3 separate regions of the Sus scrofa genome follow, and regions 2 and 3 are each linked to region 1. The links are chromatin contacts, called in public HiChIP or PLAC-seq maps. All regions are on one chromosome and are shown on one strand. The core of a region is the stretch at or near the end of the contact, and the rest is flanking DNA. Distances in the headings are between cores, read along the strand shown.

Region 1 (4,021 bases), core at 417-2,916:
GCTTGGGACCAACCAGGAAGCCTGTCGAGAAGCCACTGACACAACTCCGGCCTCATGGACACATCTCTCCCTACCTCGCCTTCTTCAGCCGCGGTTTCTTTCAAGTCCCCATCTCCGTCTCCATCCGTTTCCTCCGGGATTCCGTCCGTGTCCGTAACCCCGGGAGCCCCGGGAGCAGCAGCCATCTCATCTGCCTCCCCTGTTTCTCCACTTTTTTCCGCGGGCGACTCGCAAGCATTATCCATCGCGGTCAGAAGGAGAGGGGAAAGGACATCGAGGGCTTAGGAGCTCGGGACCCCGCGCAGCACAGCAGCCCAGGAGCTCACTTCCTGTCGTCGCGTTGCGATGACGTCACCCACACCGCTCCTTAGAGGGGTCATTTACAGGCGCGTGTAGAGGACATCAGGGCTCCGTTTTGATTTGGTGGCGGTGGGGAGAGGGAAAATTGAGGGTACTGAACTCAGTTTGTGTATTTTCCACCCTGGGAAACCAGTATTTGTAAAGGACAGCTGCGCTTTTTACTGAAGGGCGTCTTTTTCCTTTCCGTCTTTCTAAAAACGCAATGTCAGTTAACTCTTGTCCTTCATTCTCTTTCCTCAGAAGAAATCTTGGGGACGGGAGGAAACTCAATTCCGTTGTACTCCCTGTGGCTACCGGGTAAACTCAGGCAGTACAATTGGACAGAGACGGCGGTCCTGTGTTTACATTGAATTGCCAGCATTTCTCTTTTGTTCCTCAAAAACGTAAAAAAAAAAGAAAAGTCCTATAGCTTGAACCGAATTTATCCAATTCCTTATTCACTCCACAACGATTGAGCGCCTACTTCGAGCCAGGAACAATGCTAGTACCAGAAACAAAAGACATAATCTCTACCCAGTTGAATGATTTTTCCAATTCCCCAGTACTCAAGGTCGGGGTCGGTTTCACACATTTGACTTTAATATCAGCTTGGTTAATGTCATCGAAAGAGGAAACATCCTACTGGGAGAGAAGCCTTCCCTTTGAATGTTTAGCTTTAACGAACCGTTTCAGAGTTGGGAGCATTAAGTGGGGATATTTTTGTTTTAAAAGTTCCCTCTCTTCCCTCATTGAAGTACGGAAGGGGGCATTTTATTCACCTCTGTATTACTAGGTTCCCACATCTATTACGTATTTAATTTATGCGTGCTGAATGAATGGACTTGGAAATGTAGATGCGCGTTGCCATATTTCTCTCTTTGTTTCTACATTGCCTGGATGAATTACCGTATTTCCTATCCTGCGAGCTCCCAAAACCTTTGAGGAAGAAGAACACGTCGGGAGGCGCGCACAGGTGGAGCGAATCTGTAGCTTCCCACTTGTACAGCAGGTGACCACACGACACCCTCCTCTCGCCCAGAGAGGACAATCTCGGCTCAACCAAGGCCACTTGGCGCAGACCCCAGCCACCTGTGTCCGCCCTCCGAGCCCCGCCCAGCTAGGTGGGCAAAGGGGCGGGGCGCAGGGGCGCGGTGACGCGTGACGCCGGATCCCGGAAGTGACGCGCTCCTGGGGGAAAAGGCGGGGGGAGGGGGTGGTGTCCCCGGCCGGTTTGGGGGGTGCGTTGCCCGGAGACGGAAAGTTTGGGAGCCAGAGCAGGCTCCGCGGCGGCCCCGGGGAGGAGGTCCGGGGGGCGGCGGCCCTGGGGATGGGGAAAGAGCAGGAGCTGCTGGAGGCCGCCCGCACCGGGCACCTCCCGGCCGTGGAGAAGCTGCTGTCCGGGAAGCGGCTCTCCTCAGGCTTCGGGGGTGGCGGCGGCGGTGGCGGCAGCTCCGGGGGCGGCAGCAGCGGCGGCGGCGGTCTAAGCTCCTCGAGCCATCCTCTGTCCAGTCTGCTCAGGTGAGTAACGCTCCGATACCCGGCAGCCGCCTGGAGATCCCCTTTCCCCCGCCCGTCTCCTGGGTCTCCAGAGAGATCGGGGCTCCAGAGACCCTAGCGGGGTGGGTTTGCGGGTTGCCCCAGGGCGAGGGCAGGCGGCCCAAGGGGCAGGGGGCACCGGTGCGGGTCCGCGCGGCTTCGGGTTCCTCTCATCTCGCCTCCTGACCCAGCTGCGAAGAATGGTGGGAGTGCCCAGGTGGCAGCCTCCGCCGCATGGCACAGCCCGGCTGCACCCTCGCCCGCTGGCGGGTGCCAGCTGTTGTATCTCACAAGCCACTTTAGAGGAAAAAAAAAAATGTGTTTTAAATCTCCCTCATCTCCTGCAGAAACTCCCACGCCTTGCAGAATCTCGCGGTTCCCCTGGAGGAAATTCTCTTGATTCCCTTCTTTTGGGAACTTGGAATCTTCCACCAGGCTCTGCAGGACGTGGCTTTTGTCGTTTATATTAAAATTGTCTTTGGGTTTATCAGGTTCAAAATGTTTTTCTTTCAGCCCCCTTTGTGCTTGGAGTTTAAAGTCTGGTTCCATGTAGCGAACCTCATTGGATTAGTCTGTTAAGTGGCATATGTAGTGTTCATCAAGGGGTCTATTCATCAAAAAATAAAGGTTTAGGAAAACTTGTTTAGGAAACTGAGGGGTGCTTTAAACTTTTCCAAGGACTGTTGTTAAACACTTGAATCTGGAGCTGTAAGGATTGAGAGAAAAAAAAGGTCACTTTTGTGCATCTTGAAGGGGGGATTGGAGGTGCCTTGTCACTGTGAGTAAAATGTGTTGTTTCAGCAGCACTTTCATAGCCTGTTTTCTTTTCCTTCCTTGTTCTTTTGAGGTTTCTAAGAAGTGGAAGTTCATTTAGAAATGGCTTGGTTTGCTTTTGTTCCACATTAGTTTATGTAACTTCAATTTGAGTGAGCTTGGACCAAAGAAGCCCAAGGCTCAAATAAATTGTTAGGTATTAAGCACTGAGTGCAAACCCAGGTCTACACAGGAAGATTTTAAAAAGCAGTTTAAGAGGAGAACTCTCCCAGGGAGTTCATTTTCTTTCTTCTTTTCTTTTCTTTTTCTTTCTTTTCTTTCTTTCTTTCTTTTTTTTGCTTTATTGGGGCCGCAGGTGCGTCATATGGAAATTCCTAGGTTAGGGGTGGAACCAGAGCTGCAGCTGCCGGCCTACACCACAGCCACAGCAACATGGGATCTGAGCTGCATCTGTGAACTATACCACAGTTTACAGCAACGCCAGATCCTTAACCCACTGAGGGAGGCTAGGGAATCAAACCTGCATCCTCATGGGTACTAGTAAAGTTTGTAAGCCCCTGAGCCACAATGGGAACTCACTCCCAGGGAGTTCTTCTGGGGAGACAAAACCCAGTACCATTTGCTACAGTTTTCCCAGCCCCTAGAACAATGCTGTCACATAGTTAGTACTCAGGATTTGTTGAATGAATAAATTAGTGATACATTTCTACATAACTGATGGTGGGACTCTGTTACTAGTTCAGAGAAGTGAGAAGTCACTTTGGGGTGAAATGGAGATCAGGGCTTCTAGGAAAGGGGCGGGGGGAGGGCACCAGCTGACTTTGAAGGATGTGAGGACTTGAATAGGTGAAGTACTGTGAGGGAACTCCAGGTGGGCACACCATGATCAGGTGCACTGAGGTGGGAAAGGAGACTTATTTGGTGCTAGTGGGTCACTGCCTGGAGCCGTAAGTGGTTGAGTGTGAGAAAAGAAAATAATAACGGATGAGGATCTTTGCACCTTTCAGAACGACTTGGTCTTTATGTTTATATTCCCTGTTCCTATAGCGGAGCCTGACACGATGTTTAGTACATGTACTTTGAATGCATAAATTGGGTTTTGAATCTTACCTGGGTTTCTTTGATATTTCTGCTCTTCTGATGTCTGAGAGAAGAGAGGAAGGTGGTGCCTGTCTCTAATGAGTTGAATGCTGTAGCATTTGGCAGTTTGCCCACGTTAACCCCCAGTACGTCCTGCTGATGTGAGAAACTTTCCCATCGCTCCTGCCTTCAGGTACAGGTCAAGTTACTGTCAGTGCTCCTGCTCAGAGATTGTTGAACTTCTGCTGAGGATTTAGCTGCCCTGTAGTTAATCAAGACTAGAAAATCTTTG
Region 2 (4,048 bases), core at 736-3,235, 80 kb after region 1:
TCACAGCCACCTCTCGCCTGGGGTACCTGTGGTAGGGGGGACCCCAGCCCAGTGCTTTGAGTGTCTGGCTGGCAGGGGCGGGGGGCGGCGGGCAGGGGCTGAACACAAGGGCTGCAGAGCTTGAGGAACCTATGGAGGCAGTAGTTACAAGTACCACGTTGATTGACTAGAAGCCATTCATGTTGTCCCACGTGGATGCTGGAATTAGGAGGGGGTGATGGCGCTGTGCCCTGGAGGTTGTCTTCCTCTTTAACTTCTTTTGAGGCACCCCAGAGGGCAGATCCGAGCGTTCTAGTGTTGGGCCCCTCGGGGCTGTGCATTGCTTTGATATATTCCATCCATTTTATCATCACATTTTCTTTTCCTCTCCTTTTTATAGAATGCTCTTGAGATCAAAGAACTCAAAAAGTACGGCCCCTTTGACACTTATCTCAATGCCAAGGTGTGTACTTTGCTGCCAGGATTTCTCTGCATCATTTCTCCAAGCCGCACTTGCTCTTTGGTCCTCTCTGGCTTCTACTCTCAGCCACTCAGGCTCCTCTTTGTCATCCTGACTGTTTTCTGCTTCAGCCCATCTGCTTTTGGCTTGCCTGGGAATGGGAAAATGCAGCTTCAGTGGTTTTGTTTTTGTTTTTAAAACCCACACCAGTTCTGGAAAGGTTGGGCACATTTCCTTTAATGCCTGAAAAGCTTAGAAGTGGCAGAAATGGGGAAATAGGGACCATATTCAAGGCATAATTTGCTATCATGATTTTTAAAATCATTTAAATTCAAAAAAGAAAAATTTGGGAGTTCCCGGCGTGGCGCAGAGGAAACAAATCTGACTAGGAACCATGAGGTTGTGGATTCGATCCCTGGCCTCGCTCAGTGGTTAAGGATCTGGCATTGCTGTGAGCTGTGGTGTAGGTCGCAGATGTGGGTCCTAGATGCCGCTCGGATCCCGAGTTGCTGTGGCTGTGGTGTAGGCCGGTAGCTACAGCTCTGATTGGACCCCTAGCTTGGCAACCTCCATATGCTGTGGTGCGGCCCTAAAAAGCAAAAAAAAAAAAAAGAGGAAAAAGGAAAAAACGAAAAAATGCAGGTAAAAGATATCACGATTAGCTTACTTTTTAATAAGCAAGAAATGATTAAATTCTACTTCCTAGATTAAAACATTTTTTAAAATTTGCTTTCCATACTTCTTTGAAGTGGAATCTGATTTTCAGTAGCTTGTGGTGGAAGTGTGGGAAGAGGGGCATCTGTAACTCCATTTTACTTTATTTTGTTTTTTGGGCCACGCTCTTGGCATGCAGAAGTTCCTGGGCCCGGATTGAACCCGAGCTACAGCAGTGACTTGAGCCACAGCAGTGACAACAGAATCCTTAACCACTAGGCCACCAGGGAAAGCCCCATTTTCCTCTTAAAAGCTGCTGGTGCAGCTCCCCTCTCATTTCCTTGGGCTTTCAAGCCTGAGCCCCTTCTTTGCAGCCTTTAGCTTCTCTCTATGTGTGGTCGCTCTTGGCCTTTGGAAGGGCTCAGAAATAGGACCCAGCAGGGGGTCTGGCTTTGACTCTCCCTCCCAGTGAGGCTGGGCCAGGTAGCAGACTGGTGGGCCTGATGACAAACACCCAGCCTGCTGGCCTTGGGCCTGGACCCGAGGCAGAGCTTGCAGGTGGGGCCATGACGTCAACCTCTCTCCTCTGCTCTCCCACCTGCTGTTTTTGACTCGAGTTGTCATTCGGATAAGCTTTGCTTTTTGGCACCAACCTAGAGTTTGTTTGAGTCACAGCATTATTCACGTCAGCTACCTTTCACTTGCTCTGCATATAGCAGCCGCTGGGAAGGGAAATTTAAGGGCCTTCTGTCAGTTTCCAAGTGCAAAGCAGATATTTCATGTTTTCCTTTGAGAAATACTGATTTATCACATGTGCTTCCCATGAGCTGGACCTCGGCAGGCTCTGCGGGGGCGGGGTATCCTTCAGCTCTTGGGCCCTGATGGTGGAGAAGCAGTTTGACCTGTGGTGATGGAGCGTGTTAGCTTTTGTTTTGGCCCAGTCTTTCAGTTCTGTTTTCTAATCTTCAAAATGGGAAGTTACTCCAGCTGTTTTTCTTGGAAGTAGTGTGGCAGAATGGAAAACCCTCACAGGTCAAGGTCTTTCACATCAGACCCAAGTTTGAATTCTCTGCCGCCACTTACTGGCGTTGACTTGAACAAGTTCCTCAGTTTCCCTGAATGTCTTTCCTCCGTGGTAAAGTGGGGTATACCAGCTACTCTGCCGGATGGTTTTGGAGTTCAAATGAGATCATGGATATGAACTAAAAAGACCTGATTACTAGTAATACTTGAGGTCCTGATTTTTAAAGGTATATACCATGTGGTATTTCTGAAAGGGCACTTGGGAGTTTGTTATTTGTTACTAGTGGTGAAGCTTAATATAACATTTCTCCATCAGCCTCTTTGGGGTTTTGTTTTGGGGGGAGACTCCTTGAAGCGATTGTTTTCCCATTTGGTGGTTGGTTTGGTTAGCTTCTAAAGCTCTGATTAAAGGGTAAGACTTTGGTTCTTAAAAGCACATTTTCCTATCCCTTGATTTTGCACACATAAAAGAAATTGAGTCTAAAGGAATAAGAATGTACTTCTCTTTTTAGAAATACAGCCTTCCCTCAGTATTTACAACGGTATTGGTTCTAGGATCCCCTTGGATACCAGGCCCAAATCTCTTGTATAAAACGGCACAGTGTTTGCGTAAACCTACTTACATCCTCCCTTATACCTCAAATCATCTCTAGGTTATTTATAATAATTCCTAACACAATGCAAATGCTATGTAAACAGTTGCCACTATTTACAAATTCAAGTTTTGCTTTTTGAAACTTCCTAGATTTTTTCCCCCTGAATGTTTTTGGTCCATGATTGGTTGACTCTGTGGATGCAGAACTTGTGGGTTTGCAGGCCAACTGTACCACCCTTTGCCTCCACCCCACCCACCACCGCCTCAAAGGCCAAATGATGTAAACTCCATTAAGGAATAAAGCTGTTGGGGTTGTGCTACGAGTGCAAATTCTTCTTGAGCTGATTTGATGCTAACCTCCCTAGGCTTCATCTTTACTCAGTGGGTCTTTATTGACCTGGTGTATCTAAGAATTGTTTTTGCTAAAGTACATTTTGGTGTTAAGTCCCATCAGGCACCTGGAGAAATTAAGAAGTTGCAGGTGCTTTTCCTGGGAGCAGAGAGAGTTTTCATGAGCCTTTATCTTCCTCTTTAACATATGAAGCCTCTCCTGTTTCAGCAAGTCGGCATAAACTAGTCCAAATGTAAGGTGGAACTATTAACATTGTTCGCTTACCTTCTTTTAAAACAATTTTAACTTGGTTTGATTATCATAGAATGAGCACTGGTCAGTTTAGTTTCATAGGACTGTTTTCCATACACTTAAAAATAATCCGCAGTTGTAGAGCTGGAGGAGACCTAGAAGTTATCTAGACCAGCTGTCTCCACATGCTGATCAACTTGTTGTGTCAGCATCACCCAGCAAACTTTTATAACACTTTTTATCATGAAAAAATTTCCAGCTTACAAAAAGTTGCAAGGATAATACAGTGAACACTTCTTGATTCACCAGCTGCTAACGTCCTGTCACACTGCGTGTACTCACACCACTCCTTTCCGTGAGCACATGTTCTCTCATGTGTATATGTATATGACAACACAGAATCCTTCATCACCTAACTGCCAGGCCACCAGAGAGTTCCAAGAGCGATGTTCTGTCCCTCCTTTTTAGTGCATCACATCACAGGGCTCGTGATGTCGGCTCCTTTCATTCTCTTTTGCTTTTTTAGGGCTGCACCTGCGGCATATGGAGCTTCCCAGGCTAGGGGTCAAATTGGAGCTGCAGCTGCCGGCCTACACCACAGCCACAGCAACGCCAGATCCAAGCCTCATCCTCGACCTACACCACAGCTCACGGCAATCCTTAACTCACTGAGTGAAGCCAGGGATTGAACCCTTGTCCTCATGATATTGGTCGGATTCTTGACCTGCTGAGCCACAACAGGAACTCCAGTTTG
Region 3 (4,008 bases), core at 1,234-3,733, 100 kb before region 1:
TGTGAGGGCAAAACAGGCCTAGGATCAGGACAGAGAGAAAATAGGAAAAAAAATCAAAACATAATTCATGAATCGTTCCCCTTAAGAAGAAATCAACTCAGGCTGTTTGCACAAATGTGGGTTTCTAGCACTGGCACATTAAGGCCCAATTTTCCCAAATGTTCTTTATAGCTGGTTTGTCCAAACTAAGAACTAACCCTGGACCGTACACTACATCTGAACGTCATGTCTCTTAAAAATATTTTAATACAGAATGACTTTTTTTTTTCTTTTTTTTTGTCTTTGTTGTTGTTGCTATTTCTTGGGCCGCTCCCGCAGCATACGGAGGTTCCCAGGCTAGGGGTTGAATCGGAGCTGTAGCCACCGGCCTACGCCAGAGCCACAGCAACGCGGGATCCGAGCCGCGTCTGCAACCTACACCACAGCTCACGGCAACGCCGGATCCTTAACCCACTGAGCAAGGGCAGGAACCAAATCCGCAACCTCATGGTTCCTAGTCGGATTCGTTAACCACTGCGCCACGACGGGAACTCCCAGAATGACATTTTGATTTGAAGGAAAGAAGGCAGTTGTTCTGAAGAATGTCCCACAGAACAGAACAAGAATCTGTTTGCTGCTTTTTGCTTTCCTTTAGCTTGATCCTCTTGCTTATTGTATATATTTTATTAGATCCAAATCAAACATTTTTGGTAAGAATACATCATAGTTGATGATGTCTACTTAATGTTAGCCTCCTAGCAGGAGACACACAAAAATAATTGTCCTACATTAATAACGGTAAGATTTACCACTGTATTAGGATGGTGAAAGCCTGATAACTTCATTGTGAAGTTAATTTTTGTGGTACATTTAACCTTGTTGGAGCTCAGTTTCCTCATCTGAAATATGAATAAAAGCATTGTTAAATAGATTAAATTAATTAATGCATTTAAAGTGTGAATGAAAAATGTGGAAAATAATTGAGGCCATCAAGCCAGCAGCTACTACAGCTATCTCCAACTGTGCACCTTGAGGGGATTCAGGATGGAGAAAAGCATGATACTGGCTTTAGGTAGTAATGATTTCCTTGAGCCCAGACTCTTGCCTCTTCCCCTAAATAGAAAAGTGATAAACTCATTGAGATGTCTGGCTTTCTCTAGCTAACAATAATCTTTTGATGTTCTGACAATCTGGTTTTCGTTGTAAATCTGTATTTTCTGGCTCCTCCCTTACCTCTTCAGAGCAGTTCCTCAGAGCTGAGAGGCTGTCTTCCAGGCTTAAGTCCTCAGTTTTGTCCGCCAAGAAAAGCATAACTCTTAAATTTTAGGATGTCCTTTCCATTTTTTTTTCCATTTGACAAAGCACCCAAGAGATAGTAAATATTCAAATATTTATTATTCATTTTTATTAATTATTATTATATCATTATACTATTTATAATTATTATTTGAATATGGAGCAAAAGAAGCAAGAGTCCTCCCCCCTAGTTCCCAACATTATTTCCTCTTTTTTTTTTTGTCTTCTAGAGCAGCACTTGCGGCATATGGAGGCTCCTAGGCTAGGGGTCTAATCAGAGCTGTAGCCGCCCACCTACGCCAGAGCCACAGCAACGCGGGATCCGAGCTGCGTCTGCGGTCTACACCACAGCTCACTGCAGCGCCGGATTCTTAACCCACTGAAGGAGACCAGGGATCCAACACGCAACCTCATGGTTTCTAGTCGGATTAGTTAACCACTCAGCCACTATGGGAACACCCTCATGACTTTTATTAGGGAAGGTGATGTAGGTTAATGAGCAAAAGTCAGGTGCAGGTAATAATAAAACTATCTCTTAGTGGTTGTGCTTTTTGCACGTGCACCAAATTGGTTTACTGCAAAGTTCAGCAGTTTCAGTGGTCACCAACAGGGCCTCACCGGTGAGAATTATTCGTATTTTTCAGAAGAGGAAATTGAGGTTCAGAAAGACTAAATAATTCATGCACTCGAAAGCAGGGAAGGGACCTCAAACTTGGGATTCTATCACCTCTAGGGTTACTGACACGTATGTAAAACGACTTGTACCAGGCTTTCTTGCTTTAAGAAACCTGTTATTTCTCAGTTGTCACTTTCTCAGCAAGTTTTCTGTCTTATTTAAAGCCAAATGCCCCTCTTCCATGCTTCATCCCTCCCGCCATTGCATTTGGCTACATCTAACCCACCTCATACTGACTTTATTGTATAGCAGGCAATCATTAGATGACTCGAAAGGATGAAAAACATGTTTCCGGGAGTATCAACACTCTAGGGGACATGGGCGTGGCTTGAGCCTCAGGGAGCTACTTAGTACCGCCCCCCCTCCCGCCTTCCGGAAAGTTAAGGATAGGTAGGACAAACCCCGCCCCTAGCTTCACGCTGACGCAGGTGACGCCCACGCGGGCGTTTGGATTGGAGGACGGGAGGGATTTTTTGCAGTCGCTTTTGACTCATCGATTCTCTCGCGCGGGCGCCTACTGTGTGCGTCACTTCCGGGCGGCGCGGAACGGAATAGCCAACGGCCTGAAGAGCATCATGCCCAAGTGAGTGGGCCCCTGAATCTGGGGGTGTTCGCGTTCACAGTCGCTAAACGTGGCCCTCCCGGGAAGCGAAGAGCGGGTTCTGGCTCCTGGGGCCCCTGGGGGAACGAGGGGGTCTGGAGGAGGGCATCAGACCGGGAGCGCTAGATAGCCCTTTTTGAGAGCGGAGGTCGGCGCTGCCTAAGGCAACCAAAAAGCTTGGTTTGTGTCAGGACGTTTTGTTTGATGTCTTCGAATTTTAAATAGGTCTTTTACTTTATATTTTACCTACACGAACAGAACCTTAGTGAACAGGCCTTTATTAACTGGTTGTCGTCTTTTCTTTTTCCTACCTTTCTCCTCTTTCCAGGTTTTATTGTGACTACTGCGATACATACCTCACCCATGACTCTGTAAGTAGCGTTTTTGTTAACTTTCAGAGAACCAGATATGTTTGCCATTAGCAACAGCGTGGATGGACCCAGAGAGTATTATGCTTATTGAAATAAATCAGAGAAAGACAAATACACTGTGTTAGCACTTATATGTGGAATTAAAAAAATAATAGGGCGTCTTGGGAGCTCTGGGATGTAGGTTTGATCCACTGCCCAGCCCAGTGGGTTAAGGAGCTGGCGTTGCCGAAGCTGCAGCTTAGGTCGAAAATGCGGCTTGGATCTGTCCCTGGCTGGGGCACTTTATATACCTCGAGTTGGCTTAAATAAATAAATAATAAACAAGCCTCCTGGGAGCCTCATCTTCGACCTACACCACAGCTCATGTCAGTGCCAGATCCCTGACCCATTGAGTGAAGCCAGGGATTGAACCTGCATCCTCATGGATACTAGTCGAGTTCATTTCCACTGCACCACAAAGGGGATTCCGATAAATTAGATTTAAAAAAATTTTTGTAATTCGTGCTTTTTATTTTGATTGGAGAAAATACTTTGGGGTGTTTGTTTTTCCACTCTTCCTGTAACTCTTTTATAATTCAGAGTTATTAATTTTCCAGGAGTCAGTGTTTTCAGTGAAGACCCAGAACAATAAAGCTTTAATAAGTTTTTATTTATTTATTTATTTTGTCTTTTGTGTATCTAGGGCCACATCCGTGGCATACGGAGGTTCCCAGGCTAGGGGTAAGTAGGAGCTGTAGCTGCTGCCCTATGCCACAGCCATAGCAACTCGGGATCTGAGCGACCTACACCACAGCTCACGCCAACACTGGATCTTTAATCCACTGAGTGAGACCAGGGATGGAACCGGCATCCTCATGGTTACTAGTTGGGTCTGTTAACCACTGAGCCATGACGGGAACTCCTAGCAAATTTAAAGGTGAAAAAAATTTATATGACAAGTAAAAATTCTAGGAAAATGTCCTAAATTTCAAATACTTGATTATGTCAAGGTTCTCAAATGTTTAATCAATTAAATTGGAAAGAAATGCCTAAATTTGAAAGTGAGTACTTTCATTGGATTAAAACTGCTTAACAAATAATAGTAG

Evidence for each region. HiChIP or PLAC-seq counts read pairs in DNA pulled down with a chosen protein or histone mark.
Region 2: a contact with region 1 is called in an H3K27ac HiChIP or PLAC-seq map of alveolar macrophages. The contact joins the enhancer-like site here to the promoter of ANKS1A in region 1. A contact is called at or near these places in 1 of 5 promoter capture datasets (liver), 8 of 47 Hi-C or Micro-C datasets (alveolar macrophages, embryonic fibroblasts, fetal heart ventricle and 4 more) and 2 of 2 datasets of contacts at active chromatin or transcription factors (alveolar macrophages and skeletal muscle).
Region 3: a contact with region 1 is called in an H3K27ac HiChIP or PLAC-seq map of alveolar macrophages. The contact joins the promoter of SNRPC here to the promoter of ANKS1A in region 1. A contact is called at or near these places in 1 of 5 promoter capture datasets (fetal skeletal muscle), 4 of 47 Hi-C or Micro-C datasets (fetal liver, fetal skeletal muscle, heart right ventricle and 1 more) and 1 of 2 datasets of contacts at active chromatin or transcription factors (alveolar macrophages).

Annotation. Positions count from the first base shown.
Region 1 is chr7:30,811,425-30,815,445 of Sscrofa11.1, forward strand. It overlaps ANKS1A (ankyrin repeat and sterile alpha motif domain containing 1A), which reads left to right and starts at 1,667. Exons shown (of 25, transcript NM_001246264.2): 1 at 1,667-1,857. The coding sequence starts at 1,667. It overlaps TAF11 (TATA-box binding protein associated factor 11), which reads right to left and starts at 344. Exons shown (of 5, transcript NM_001184894.1): 1 at 75-344. The coding sequence starts at 245.
Region 2 is chr7:30,891,511-30,895,558 of Sscrofa11.1, forward strand. It overlaps ANKS1A (ankyrin repeat and sterile alpha motif domain containing 1A), which reads left to right. Exons shown (of 25, transcript NM_001246264.2): 4 at 380-442. Among named protein-coding and RNA genes, the nearest start is that of ANKS1A, 80 kb to the left of the region's middle. Within about 2 kb of position 1,986, at least 2 of the 83 cell types and tissues checked have an H3K27ac peak or open chromatin away from gene starts, as enhancers often do. A contact at or near this core is called in alveolar macrophages, where this site is marked.
Region 3 is chr7:30,705,853-30,709,860 of Sscrofa11.1, forward strand. It overlaps SNRPC (small nuclear ribonucleoprotein polypeptide C), which reads left to right and starts at 2,484. Exons shown (of 6, transcript NM_001190203.1): 1 at 2,484-2,534; 2 at 2,881-2,923. The coding sequence starts at 2,527. It overlaps LOC106507687 (a long non-coding RNA gene), which reads right to left and starts at 2,258. Exons shown (of 3, transcript XR_002345651.1): 1 at 2,189-2,258; 2 at 1,213-1,312; 3 at 1-18.